Regions from separate parts of the Hordeum vulgare genome. Here region 1 is linked to region 2. A link is a contact called in public Hi-C data. All regions are on one chromosome and are shown on one strand. The core of a region is the stretch at or near the end of the contact, and the rest is flanking DNA. Distances in the headings are between cores, read along the strand shown. Region 1 holds the start of LOC123449276 (probable inactive receptor kinase At1g48480). Region 2 holds the start of LOC123449273 (protein VAC14 homolog).

The links. Hi-C and Micro-C count contacts between places; a contact is called where the count stands out from the background.
Region 1: a contact with region 2 is called in a Hi-C map of leaf, with 4 times the contacts expected there. The contact joins the promoter of LOC123449276 here to the promoter of LOC123449273 in region 2. A contact is called at or near these places in 3 of 6 Hi-C or Micro-C datasets (all in leaf).

Annotation. Positions count from the first base shown.
Region 1 is chr4H:527,134,884-527,141,963 of MorexV3_pseudomolecules_assembly, reverse strand. It overlaps LOC123449276 (probable inactive receptor kinase At1g48480), which reads left to right and starts at 4,709. Exons shown (of 2, transcript XM_045126428.1): 1 at 4,709-6,610. The coding sequence starts at 5,224. LOC123449278 reads left to right here. Exons shown (of 5, transcript XM_045126433.1): 5 at 2,070-2,348. The coding sequence ends at 2,124.
Region 2 is chr4H:526,684,464-526,690,714 of MorexV3_pseudomolecules_assembly, reverse strand. LOC123449273 (protein VAC14 homolog) reads right to left here and starts at 4,790. Exons shown (of 20, transcript XM_045126423.1): 1 at 4,399-4,790; 2 at 4,176-4,289; 3 at 4,021-4,089; 4 at 914-1,003; 5 at 723-842; 6 at 611-639; 7 at 366-508; 8 at 193-287. The coding sequence starts at 4,491.

The DNA of each region.
Region 1 (7,080 bases), core at 3,460-5,959, 450 kb before region 2:
GGAGAGGGCGGGAACAAAGACAAGTACAGTTCTAGCAATTTTCACAACATACCAATTTCTTATAACTATTTTTCATGTGCGCCACGTATTGAGGGATGGAGGGAGTATATCTTTTGATGACTCTAAACAGCTTAATGTTCTAACTCATACAACTGCACAAGTTGGTATGATGATTAGGCTTGTTGTACTTATGGTGGAACAGTTAGTTATGGGCACATCAAACAAGTAATTTTTGTGATGCCTTGATTTAAAATCTTGACCTTTAAGCCTGCCATTTTATGTTAACCAAGTGGATAATTGAGTAAGGGAGACTACGTTGCACCCATCTCATCTTGTTTACGGTGTGTTGTCTGTTCAAGTGATAATTGAGTAAAGTAGATTACATTGCGCCCAATAGCTCTAGCAAACAGCACTCAAGAGATTTTATTCCCACCAAGCAAATCATTATGCTAGTCTGCTCAAGTGCTCATCATCCACATTCCACAATCTCCATGATCTGCAGTAGAACGAAGGTTTGGTCCTTATGTATTCTACTCAGTTGTCGCTTGGATTCTACAGTCGAGTCTACAAATACTGTGCATTTAATTTGGCTAACCAAGACTCGACCTATCCTATGTGGCTAGTATAACTGTTCATCGAGGGTAACCTGCTGGGTTTCTAGTTCTTGCCATATCTTGCAGTTTTTAGTTGTTAATACGTCTTGCAGTTTACTTCCCCATAAAAAAAGAAAACATTAGTTACTGGTGCTCCTCACATTATAAATACCTGTACAGCTGTACTTCCTATCATATCACTTTGATTCCATGATCATATATCATTTACTGAGATATTAGAGCATATACAACTAGACCCCTCAAACCCTCCCCGAACGTCTGGGTGGACAGCCTGGCCACTGCCCAGACTGAAAAAAGCCACCCAACCGGACCCCTCATAGCCAACTCGAACGTCCGGGCTGTTTGGTACCCCCAAATCCAGCCCATATTTGGGGGGGAGGGGGCGGTCCTGACAAGGCTCACGTCGGACCAGCCCAAGCTGGCCCAGCCTGACACCACATATACCCCACCCCGGACCAAACCCTAGTCCACTCACTCTCGACCGCCCTGACTGGGAAGGTGGCTGGATCTAGCCGGTGCGGCTCCACTCCCATCGTCCGTCTGCTGTCCTCTCCCGATGACGACCAGGTCCCCCACAAGGTCCTGCGTCAGTCATTAACCTCCGCGGAGATGGCCGCTAAGCCGTCCGTGCGTGTGGCGGCTGAGAAAGAGGTCCCCCCCGACGACCCCTACACGATCTTCGTCATGTACTGTGGCCGCCGCGGAGATGACAAGAGGAAGTGCAAGGCACCGCGGTGAATCCGTGTGTATATATAACTAGTAGAACTGTCCTGTCCGGGGATGAACTAGTGTGCTCTTTTGGTTGTCAGATGATGAACTATGTTGATCGTTTAGTTGTCTGATGCATCCTCTATGTTTTATATATGATGCTTGTTCGTACGTGATCGACATTGTATGGGTTGGGGGAGTGGGAAATGAGGGGGGCGGACATATAAGGGGTGAGCCCATGCTCTCCGCGGACGTATAGGTGGGACAAATTTTGCAACTGTGGTTGTAGGTGCTCTTACATCCAGAAAAATAAGACATAAATCACTTTATGTTGTACTCCCTCCGTACCTAAATATAAGTCTTTTAAGATATTTCACTAGGTGTCTACATACGAAGCAAAATGAATGAATCTATACTCTAAAGTATGTCTATATACATCCGTATGTAGTCCATTAGTGAAAACTCTAGAAAGACTTATATTTAGGAACGGAGGGAGTACTTCCTAACAGAACTGAGGTGTTTTGGATAATTTACGTTAGAGTTTACATGCTGCTACTTTTATTATTCAGTCTGTTGTATAGGTCTGAAAAATAAATCTCATTTTTGTACTGTAACGAATCTAACTTGTATCCATATTGTCATTAGATCAGTTTTTTATCAGCTGACCATTGACTCTATGGCATTTTAGTTTGGTTAGCTTCTCTTGCTCTGTCGTCCCAACTTGTGTTTTTTACTTCTGTTCTTCAGGGTATCCCTTGGAGAAAGCTTGGATGGAGTGAAGGGTTCCTTCAGTTATTCATGAAGTATTTATACTTTCTGGCAATGGAGTGAACAGAGAAATATTCTTCAAGTCTGCTGTAAACACTAAACTGTAATGTTTCCTAACATATGGTGTATCCTTATGTTGCATTACGTAGTAGATATATTTATATAAAAATCTTAGTCACCGATCCAACATATATCTTTCCAGTGTTTTCATTTCATGCTGGGAATTTTAGTATCTAACAGTAGCTCTTATCCGGGAAAGTGGTGTCAGGTTATTCCTGTGTTTTCATTGTCATGTCTCTCTGATTTCCCAATTGACTTGACGGTAGACATCCGAAGATAACGAAACAAGTCAGATATGCAAATATCAGGTACTGTAGAGAAACCATATTTTAGATTCCTTGAGATCACTGTTAGTATTAGGTAGACAAAGGAAAGGGTTCAGACAAGAAAGAAGCACCCAGAACAATAATCTGCTGAAGTTTATGTCAACACTTGGGTTTTACTGCCAATGAATGACTAAAAAGGGGTCATCAAATACATCACTTCTTAGCTGTTTGGTTTCTAGCCACGCTTTGTCACACAGCCACACCTCAAGTTAGGTGAGTGTTTGGTTTTAACCACACCTTAGGCAAGATTCTTTTTATGAAAAATAAGACCCATATATCATACACACAAAAAGTGTGGCATGATTTCTCCACCGACATCCTCTGCATTTTCAGATAATAAGTGCCAAGTCAAGAGAACAGGCTCATGATAATTTTTGCCACTGACGATGAGGCATATTGGACAATCATGCAAGCATGCTTCAGAATCAGTACGAGGCACATCTCTCAATCCAGAGAAGTTTTTTTGTTGTTGAGGAAAATCAACCCAGAGAAGTAGCTGTATCAAAAGCTTCAATATATCTGCTGATTCATTTCGTCGATTTAAGTTTGTGATTGTGACAAAGTGGGAAAACTATTCTGGTGGTCCACTCTTTGGAAATAGCATAGCTGCTGTCATGTATAGGATCAGTCAACTTCTTCACAGAGAGGTGCCTGAGCCTCATTATGTGTCGGCAATATTTTGCCCTCGGTTGACTTCATTTCGCCATAGTTGCTGGCATTGTGTCAATGTGAATTTAATTCGTCCGGAGTGGTGCAATGCTGAATGACTCTGCCATAGTTGATGGTATTGTGTCTGCGATATGAAAATAAACAAGAGCACCATCTTTGAATTTGTGCTGCAATTATGTTGATTTTGGTGGAATTAAAAGGCACGTGCTTGAGTTTGTCAGCTGATTATAAGGGTCTTTCAGCCCAGTTCCAGTCGCCACATCTGGCAGGACAAATCTTCCTTACAAAAAAAAAGAGAGTCCGCGTCTTAAGAACTGCCTCTATCTCATGGCTGCACACAAGTTCCAGCATTTTTCACGACCAGTTCAGCATGGTAAGTAGGTGACCATCTGCATCATCCTCTAGCGTTAGCTGTCCTTTTTGAAATTCGATATTCCTTGATCTCATTTACATAGCTTCCGCAATTTCGAAAGCAGTTGCTTTTGTCAACGGCATTGAAAACTATCACTGTCGCGCCCTTTGGTTGCTGGCTTCCTCTACATCCGTGTTATTATCGTCTCCACCTCCATGTCTTTTACCCCTGCCGTCGCTGTTCCATGGAATGTATTGCAATCGGTAGGGTTCTTCCTCCTGTAGGCGTCATTATCAGTACAGCACCATGTTGAAATTGTTTCAGCTTCAAGGCTTGAACCAACCTGGAAGGAGGGAACAGGAAAGGTGGAGATGGAAGAAACGAAATCGGAAGTCGCTAGTAAAACCTACCTAGCCAGTCGGTCAATGCATCATCAGCAAGCTTGGGTATACGATTGGGCTGGACCGATTTGCATTTGCTTGGGTAGACAAAAGAATCTAGTTGGTGGGCGGGGCGGAGCCCATATCTCGCAAATTTCCAACCGATGGAACAACAAGAGAGTTCGTTGTACCCGATACGATACCTGCTGCCCGGAAAGACCTACCGTACGCACCGTCGATCATTGCACCCCCCCAAAAAAAAGAGGTGCCACACTTCCTTGGGCCATGCCATCATCATCATTTGCCAGAGCTCGTCGCTCTTGTTCTCCCGGGACATCAACAAGTTGGCCACTGGCCACCATTCTTTTCTCTCGAGCAGTCTCGTCTCGCCTGGAGCGTGATGATGCAGCTCAGCCGGCGAGTCCTTGACCGAAACCAAAAGCCTGGCCTGCGATCCTGAACCTGCCAAGCCAAGAGTTAATTTTCCCTTTGACAGTTACCGCTGCGTTTTTGGGCACTGGGTACGTACGTACTGTACGTGTTACCGAAAATTCAAGTAATGTGCGTACGCTAAACACGAGACCGTGCCCGTGTAGCTTGGCCGGGGAACTGGCCGATAAATGCCCGTGAACTGGATAACATGCGATGCTCGGGTACTCCCACTGGCCAGCAGCAGTAAACAGCAGTACCCACAAACCTTTTGCTCGTGGTTGGATTGGAAGCTTGGAATTCACTCAACTCCAAAAGATTCTGCAGCGCGGTGGTTAGGAATTTTCTCCCGATGGAATTCCCGGTGAAAGCGAGCACGGTTCATCTGTCTAGCTCACGATTTCTTAAACAATCCATTCATCACGGAAATATGTTATATACTATATATACTACAGGGCCAGCAGTAGGAGTAGTATTATTTTTCTCGTGTCTTTTGTCAGGCTGGTCCCTGGTCCAGCCTTTCATCGGGCCTCAAAAGACTCCACCTGCTGCTAATCTGCCTTTTCCTTAACCCCCTCTCTCTGAGCTTTGGATTAGAAAAAGAGGAAAGTGGGAATTCTCCAACTAGGCTCCAGTAAGCTCCACCCGGTTAATCAACCCATGATTAAAGCAATCAAGCGAGCCCATTGTTGTGCCAATCAGGCCCTCCGTCCGTTCCAGCTCCTTGGCTGGGCTAACCAAACCTTCCATTATAATTCAAGATTCCCCCCTGCCCACTCTATTTCTACTACTGCCAGTACTACCACCACACAGAGAGTGTCTGTTTTTCTTCTCCTCCATGGCCATGGCAGCGCTCTCCTCGAGCTAAGTAAAGAGACTCTCGCCGCCCGCCTTCCTCCTACTCCACGCCGCCGGCGATGGCGGCAATGCCGAGGCCGGCGAGGCTGGCCCTTGCGGTGCTGGCGCTCGCGTCGGTGCTCCCGGCGTACCTCTCCGACGACCTCAACACGGACGCGCAGGCGCTGGAGGCGCTGCGCAAGGCGGTGGGCCGGTCCGCGCTGCCGTCGTGGAACAGCAGCACGCAGACGTGCCAGTGGCAGGGCGTGGCCTGCGAGAACGGCCGCGTCGTCGAGCTCCGCCTCCCCGGCGCCGGGCTCATCGGCGCGCTCCCCTCGGGCGTGCTCGGCAACCTCACCGCGCTCCGCACGCTCTCCCTCCGCTGGAACGCGCTCACGGGCCCCATCCCCGACGACGTCTCCCGCATGACCGAGCTCCGGGCCATCTACTTCCAGCACAACGCCTTCTCCGGCGAGGTCCCGGCGTCGCTCTACACGCTCAGGAACCTCGTGAGGGTCAACATCGGCCACAACAAGTTCTCCGGCGAGATCTCGCCCGACTTCAACAAGCTCAACCGCCTCGGCTCCCTCATCCTCGACGCCAACGACTTCTCCGGCGAGATCCCCAAGCTGGACCTGCCCACATTGGAGCAGTTCAACGTCTCCTACAACAAGCTCAACGGCTCCATCCCCCACAAGCTCCGGAAGATGCCCAAGGACTCCTTCCTCGGCACCGGGCTCTGCGGCGGCCCGCTCGGCCTCTGCCCCGGCGAGACCGCGGAGACGCCGGCAGGATCGCCGGGGGCCCAGCCAGGCGGCGGCGGCGCGGCCGCTGACGTCGGCCGCGGCAAGAAGAAGCTCTCCGGCGGCGCCATCGCCGGCATTGCCATCGCGTGCGTGTTCGGCTTGCTGCTGCTGCTCGCCCTGCTCTTCTTCCTCTGCCGGAAGAAGTCCGGCAGCGCGCAGAGGTCCACCGCGGCGGTGGAGAAGGGCCGTGACCTGGGCATGGGCCCGCTGGACGCGGCGGAGCCCAAGGGGCAGAACGGCAACGGCGTCCACGGCGGCGCCGCCGCCGCCGCCGCCGCCGGAGCGGTGCCGGCAGCCGTCGCAGCGGCCGCCAAGTCCGGAGGCTCGACGGCCGGGTCGAAGAAGCTGATCTACTTCGGTCCGATGGCTGCGGCCCCGCCGTTCGACCTGGAGGACCTGCTGCGCGCGTCGGCGGAGGTGCTGGGCAAGGGCGCGTTCGGGACGGCGTACAAGGCGGTGATGGAGAGCGGCGCGGCGGTGGCCGTGAAGCGGCTCAAGGACGTGGACCTCCCCGAGCCGGAGTTCCGCGAGCGCATCGCAGCCATCGGCGCCGTGCAGCACGAGCTGGTGGTGCCCCTCCGCGCCTACTACTTCAGCAAGGACGAGAAGCTGCTCGTCTACGACTACATGTCCATGGGCAGCCTCTCCGCCCTCCTCCACGGTAAGAAACAAAGAAAAAAAAACAACTCGCTCCTTTTTTTTACTACCTTTATTTACAGTGGCTTCGCGCCGGGCCGGTTCGTTATCCGGGCGGCCGTCGTGTCGGTGGATCGACCCGAACAGGCTGGCGATATTCCTTCGCCGGCGCGAAAAAAGTCCAACCAAGGGCGCGGGGAGAGCGGTGCCGGGTCGCTTTCGCCCGATCCATTCCGTTTCCCCTTTTAACCACTCCCTCGGACACGATCAATTCGCTGGCTCACATCACGGCCTGACCTACCCCCGCCGCGTCCCCGGCCCGGTTTCTTTATGGCCTTGCCCGGCCCAGCTCCAGCTCCGGCATGCCACGGTGTAGCACTAGTAGTACTACGTGCAGACGCTCGAACTGCTGCAATTTGTACGCTAGTATGTACGACTACAGTAGTAGGGTTGTCGGGTTCAGCGTTGCCAGCCGAGTTGCGTGGGATCTAACCC
Region 2 (6,251 bases), core at 3,541-6,040:
CGTTTAAGGACGACCGATCAGCATTGGAAAAGTAAAAAATGAAAACTATACTTTGCTTGTTTACGTAAAGACGAAATCACAATATCACATAAAAAGAGTAATTATAAGGCAGGTCATCTATTGCATTTACACTGTTTACAGAGAGGTACAGAATATGGAATGCACAAGCAGTTTTACGAAGTATAGACTTACTGGTGAATTTTTTATTTCCTGCAGAAACTCTGAAAGTGCTGCATCTGCTTGCTGCCTTATCTCATGACTGGAATCACTCAGCATATTAAATAAACCTACAGGGGGGATCAAAGCACAAGGTTTGCTTAACTGCCAACACAAGTAATGTACTGAGGGAAAAGAGAGCCATTTACCATCAAGAAAATCAGGAAGGAAACCAAGCATGTCAATATCAGGCACACTGTCTAAAACTGTGATCCACCCCACCAAAAATTGTCGCACATAAGGATTCAGCACATTCATACGTTCTCTCAAGAGTGGTATAAATTCTTCTATGCTAAAATGTACAATTAAGATGTAGCAATCAGAAATGGGCATTAAGATTAAGATGAGCAAAATATCCAATACTGGAAAAAGAAAATGAAGATATACAGCATACCTGAACTGATCACTCTCAGTTACAATGTCCTGGTTAATAAACAAATAATTTAATCAGGGACAATTAAGAAAATAGGACACATGATATGGGGTGTATATAAACCAAGTCATACCTTGACAAGCCTGTCAAGAAGATGAGCTGCACTCTGCACATTTGCATCGGAGTCTGCAGACAGTTTGCATAAAGCATCAAAAATCTTGTTGAAGTAGATGATAAAATCCCCTCTTACAACCTACAGAAAAATATCACATTAGCATAAAGCATACATATCATTTACTTTACGTTAGTCCATGAAATGTTCACCTTTGCTATGTTATATAGCGCTTCACAAGCATAATAGCGCACTCTGCTATCTTGGTCCAGGAAAGAATTAAGCACGGGAGGTACAATTAGCTGGAAGGACACACCAATGAAGCTCATTATGCAAGCAAATTGATACCAAAAGAATAATAGCACAGCCCAAAAGTATAGAGCTGAAACATGATCGATCACAGTCCTAGCATAGCTGGATTAGCAAGAAGCTTAAACACTATGCTTTACACTCCAGGTTAAACCATGGAATTATCTCCACTACATATAAAAGTGCGAGTTTAGTGAATCCAGGCAATCTCCGCAGTCCACAGGCCTACATCTACCCCCTCCGTTCCTAAATATAAGTCTTCTTAGATATTCCACTATGGACTACATACGAAGCAAAATGAGTGAATCTACACTCTAAAGTATGTCTATATACATCCATATGTAGTCCATAGTAAAATCTCTAAAAAGACTTATATTTAGGAAAGGAGGGAGTAACATCTAAGATCGCTCTAATGATGTATGATGTGCTCAACATGTTTAGAGAAGATGCCCCGTAATTACTGGCACGTAGTTATTGCTTCTGCAAATCGCTTGCTGCTCCTCCGCACGCAAAAACCTGCCTGCTCACCAAACCGCTCCTAATGCCCACGATAGAATTTTGTTTTGGGTAGATAATATGCTGCTTAGCTGATGCATAGACACAAAATATTGGGTAGATTTTTTTTTAATCTGTTGTACAGGTCTCCACATCTGGACATACTTAGGCTGCTTTTTGACAGGAATATCATTTAGTCACACAGACTTGCAGGCTATCATAACTTAATATTATTAAGAAGAGTAGCATTGGCAAGGATAACTACAGGAATATCTTTTAGGCACATAGACTATTCCCGGATAGGTTACAAATAATTGATTTGATAAATATGTATCATTTGATCTTCCGTGGTATTATGAATTTATCAAATGTTGTATGACTGAGATGTCCAGTTTATCTCCATGAAGCAATAGATCCTTTGTTGTGAATGTTTTCTTGGCTTCTCTGGCTCAATGTATATTTGACTTCTTGTTCGGCCACTTGAACCGATGTATGCTTCTATTCTTGTATTTACTTCTTGTTTGGCCACTTGAACTAATGTATGTGTGATGTTTTCCTGCCAACTTTAAGAACAATATTCTTTGCAGGCATTTTCAAGTCTGGAGAATGTGTTTTCAGTTTTAGTTTCTAAACGTTCATTTACTTTGCAATGTTGCAGGAAACTATAATTTGATCAACTAATATTACGCGAGACATGCATTGCACATGCATAATAATTGTTGATAAATTTAGATGCTGGCTTTGATAATTATGTATATGAGTAAATGTGACTTATGAAAGCATATGATTTATTGTTTCTAACTTGATTTGTGCACTATTTGTTATCTTTAATGGGTATGTTGCAACAACTCACATGCATGGAGTTTTACTATCAGTGAGACATGCTTTATGTATTCAAGTTTTGAATTCTAATAAAATGTGTGTTGCACGTGCACGCTTACACAATACTAGCGTAGCTGGATTAGCAAGAAGCTTAAACACACTATATGCTTCACACTTCAAGTTAAACCATTGAATTGTCAAATGCATATGCTGAAGTTTGGTAGGTTTACCACCAAGATAAAAACTACCAATATTGTCCCAGTAATTTTACCGATGAATACTATGTATTACAGCACACATAAGATTATAGGAATATATCTGGTATATAAAACTGAGACATCAAGACAGAGAAAGATGTATTAAATGTTAACTATTGCCTATCTTGTTACTTAGAGAACTCATATACTTATATTAGATTAAGTTTCGATCAAATTGGTATGTTAAATATGGCATATGTCTGGTATGCATGCTCAGATCTCGTGCCCGCAGCTGAAACATGAACCCCAGCTGCCCTGCTTTCCAGAACCATAGTATAACATGATAGATGCAGTAAGATCGGTACATAATTCAAAAGACAAGAACACTGTTTTCTGTAGAGAAAATTTCATGGTGCTTAAAGGGATACTAGCAAAGTTACTTAGGAGCTGTACTGTCATGCAATATCACAGGACAGCAACCATATTATGCAAACTAATTCCAAGCTTCACCTTTGAGCTTGTGGACAATTGACAAACATCACAATGCTACCCCATCCCCGACGATGCACACACAGAGCAACAGTAGCGTATTTATCAAGCAGACCAGGCACCAGCACGAACAGAAGGGAGGGGTGGGGTGGGGGTGGCGCAAGTAACAGAATAGAGTTTATGCTGTATACGGCATTGATGGAATGCATAAATTAATAACTAATAAGACAATTTTGTCACGGATCGGCCAGTGGCATGTGACAATTTTGTTACCGTATCCCATCTTTCCTCCAAATCCAACCTATCAACTCCAGGAGACTGCACTAATGTGCCTCCATAAGATTCTCGCATGCTGTGGCTCGCAATATGAACAAAAGAAAGATATAACTAATATATCCAGTACGTCAAATGCTATTACCCCCACAAAAGAATACTAGAGGGAAAAGGGGCAGACCCTCCCAGCAACCATGGTGAATCCACACGCTGAACGATTTTATGACATTAGCACTAATAAGAACTTCATAAAATCCCATCCAGCCAGTCCTAAGTGGCTGGGCCCCAAAAGCTTTCCATATTCTTCTGAGAACACACAACATCTTTCCATATTTCTTATTACTATAAATGGCTGGGCCCCAACACTTGAACTATGATATTAGCATGCAAACGAAAAGAAATAGCCAATGAAAACTACACGAGTCAAAAACCATCATTGCATCTAGTATTTTTACTAAAATTAACGATTAATCACATGAATGCAGCTGCGACTGTGAAGCCAGGTATTGTCTTCAATGACCATTACCGAACCTCAATAAGCCAACTGGCTACTGCAGTACTACCAATAGCAATCCAGTCCCACAATTGCTCTCGCGGTTTATATGACATTTCATAAAATCAAGGCAGAGAAGTCTCAAGACACAGAGGTACAGAATAATTCTACACAAAATTAATTGGATCAAACTAGATGGAATTTCAATAAATATATTTGGTCACAAGGTCAATTGCCAAACCTCAAGGTGCTGAGCAGCCTCACTGGTGAGCCCTACAGTAACTGCCGCGAGACCAATCAATCCGCCCTGCTAACAACAAAACACCATAGAAGTTAATAAATCTGATCGCCCAGCAGCAGCAGCAGAAACAAGAGTCATAGCAAATCCTAGCAAACCTTCCGGTGGTTCGCCTGCGGGGAGTATGTGAAATCGTTGGTGAGCAGACCGATCACAGCCGCAATCTTGTCGTGCTCCCCCGCTGTGGACAGCTGCTTCACGATCCCCTCAATCTACACCACCAACACACCACGGCCACAACAAAAAAAATCAGCCACAAATCCCGGGCGATTGCTCGAACGAGGCCCCGCCCCGTCTCCCAAAGCAATCGAAATCCCTCACCTCGAGCGCAGCGTTCTTCCGCTTCTCGTAGAGCTTGTCGGCGAGGTTGCGCAGCACGGCGCCCGGGATGATGGAGAGCGCGTCGGCGGCCATCGCGGGAGAAACCCTGGCAGCAGATCCCCTCCGCTAGAGCGTCTCGATCGCCGGCGATCGCCGCATCGGCCCGCGGCGCCTCGCAGCCACACAGGCCCCGACGACCGCGGCGTAACCCTAACCCCGGGGAGGCGGAGGGGCGCGGGGACGCGGAGGCCTAGTAGAGCCCTAAAGCCCAGCCCGAGCTCCCGAGCTCGCGCGCGGCAGCAGAAACGCGAGCCTGGGAATGGATTTGGGGGCGGAGACGGTGGTGGTGTGATCTGTGGAGGGGGAGGGGATCGGGGCGCTCTTCTTCTCCTTCCCTTCCCAGGGGTAACGTTTACCGTTGTGGCGGCCATTAACGGCGCCTGTTTCCCGTGGGTGCGGGTCCAGCGTGGAGGCGACCCTGCCAGGTGGGGACGGGTGTCGGGGCGGTGCAGGGGGCTCGGTCCAGGGCGCACGCGAGGCCGTGGACTGGCTGTCTTCGTGCGGCAACTGGATTGCGTGCTGGCGGCTGGGTGGCCTCGGTCCAGGAACGCCGTGTGAGGTGGCGGGTGACGGGGCAGGGAGATGGCGCGGGTGGACTGGGTGTATGTGTGGCGAGGGAGGGCCCCCGGTCGTGTCAGCCTTTCTCTTTCCACGGAAAAGGCATGTTATCGTCCGTCTTTCTGGCCAATAACAGGTCCGTTCGTGATAGCGGTCAGTTTGTGGGGAGATCATGCGGCGTGTGAATTGATTTCTTTCCCGGTTATGAACATCTTCAGTTGCCCGAGGAGATCGCGGCTGGAAAAAAACGTAATCCTTCCGGTTAATAAAGAGGTAGTGCAGCTTTTTAGCCATCAAATCATGCCATTTTGTAACGTTTATCTCTTGCTTTTTGTTTTCACATGCGTTATCTTGCAAATCAGCTTTTAGTTCTCACATGTGTCATCTTATAAATCGACATATTTGTGTCACAGGCTCACAATGCCACCAAAGTGAGGTTGTGATCTGTCGAGCCATTCTGTAAATAACCTCGATTGCATGTATCGTATGAAACTATACCAAAATTATCTTGTCAGTTTAGTAATGTAAATCATGATACTATTTATGGAGTTGTTTTTCCTTCGTGTTACTTAAGATTTTGTTTGTTGACGGTTGTGAGGGGCTCAGGGTTGTCGCGGGTCTAGACGTGTCCTCGCCAATCTCGTGCATGATAGCTATCCCCGATGCCTTTCCTCGTCACACTTCTTTCATTTTCAGCACAATAATAATATTTCGTTGTGCTTTCTTGGCACTCCCGATTGATAAAGAGATAGCTTTTTAGCCATCACGTAACATTGTAACATTTATCTCTTGCTTTTAGCTTTCACATGCTATCTAACAAATCAACATGATGGTGCCAAGATGCCAAGGTTTGTCGCTTTTCATGGTAAACGTTTTGAAGCCAAAAGTACCATGCCAGCATTTGGCACTGTAAATTATGTCACTGCTCAGAACTCGTGGTTTTTCATGTTTCTTATGTTTTAGTTGTTGGCGGCTTGGGAGGGGTTTTTCCTGCGCCACACACGAGATATACCATCACCTGTTGCAGACATAATGGATACACGGTGTCCTTCCTCGTCACCCTTTGCCACCTCAGTATCAAACACTTTGACATCTTTTTTTGGAAATCCATAATACTGCTCATTATTATGATATCTAAGATGTTTACTAAGTATTGCCTTGAATTCAAAAATCAGCTAATGATCCCTGATTTGTTATGTCATGGCCCAACGAGTTTATGATAAGATTGGTTACAT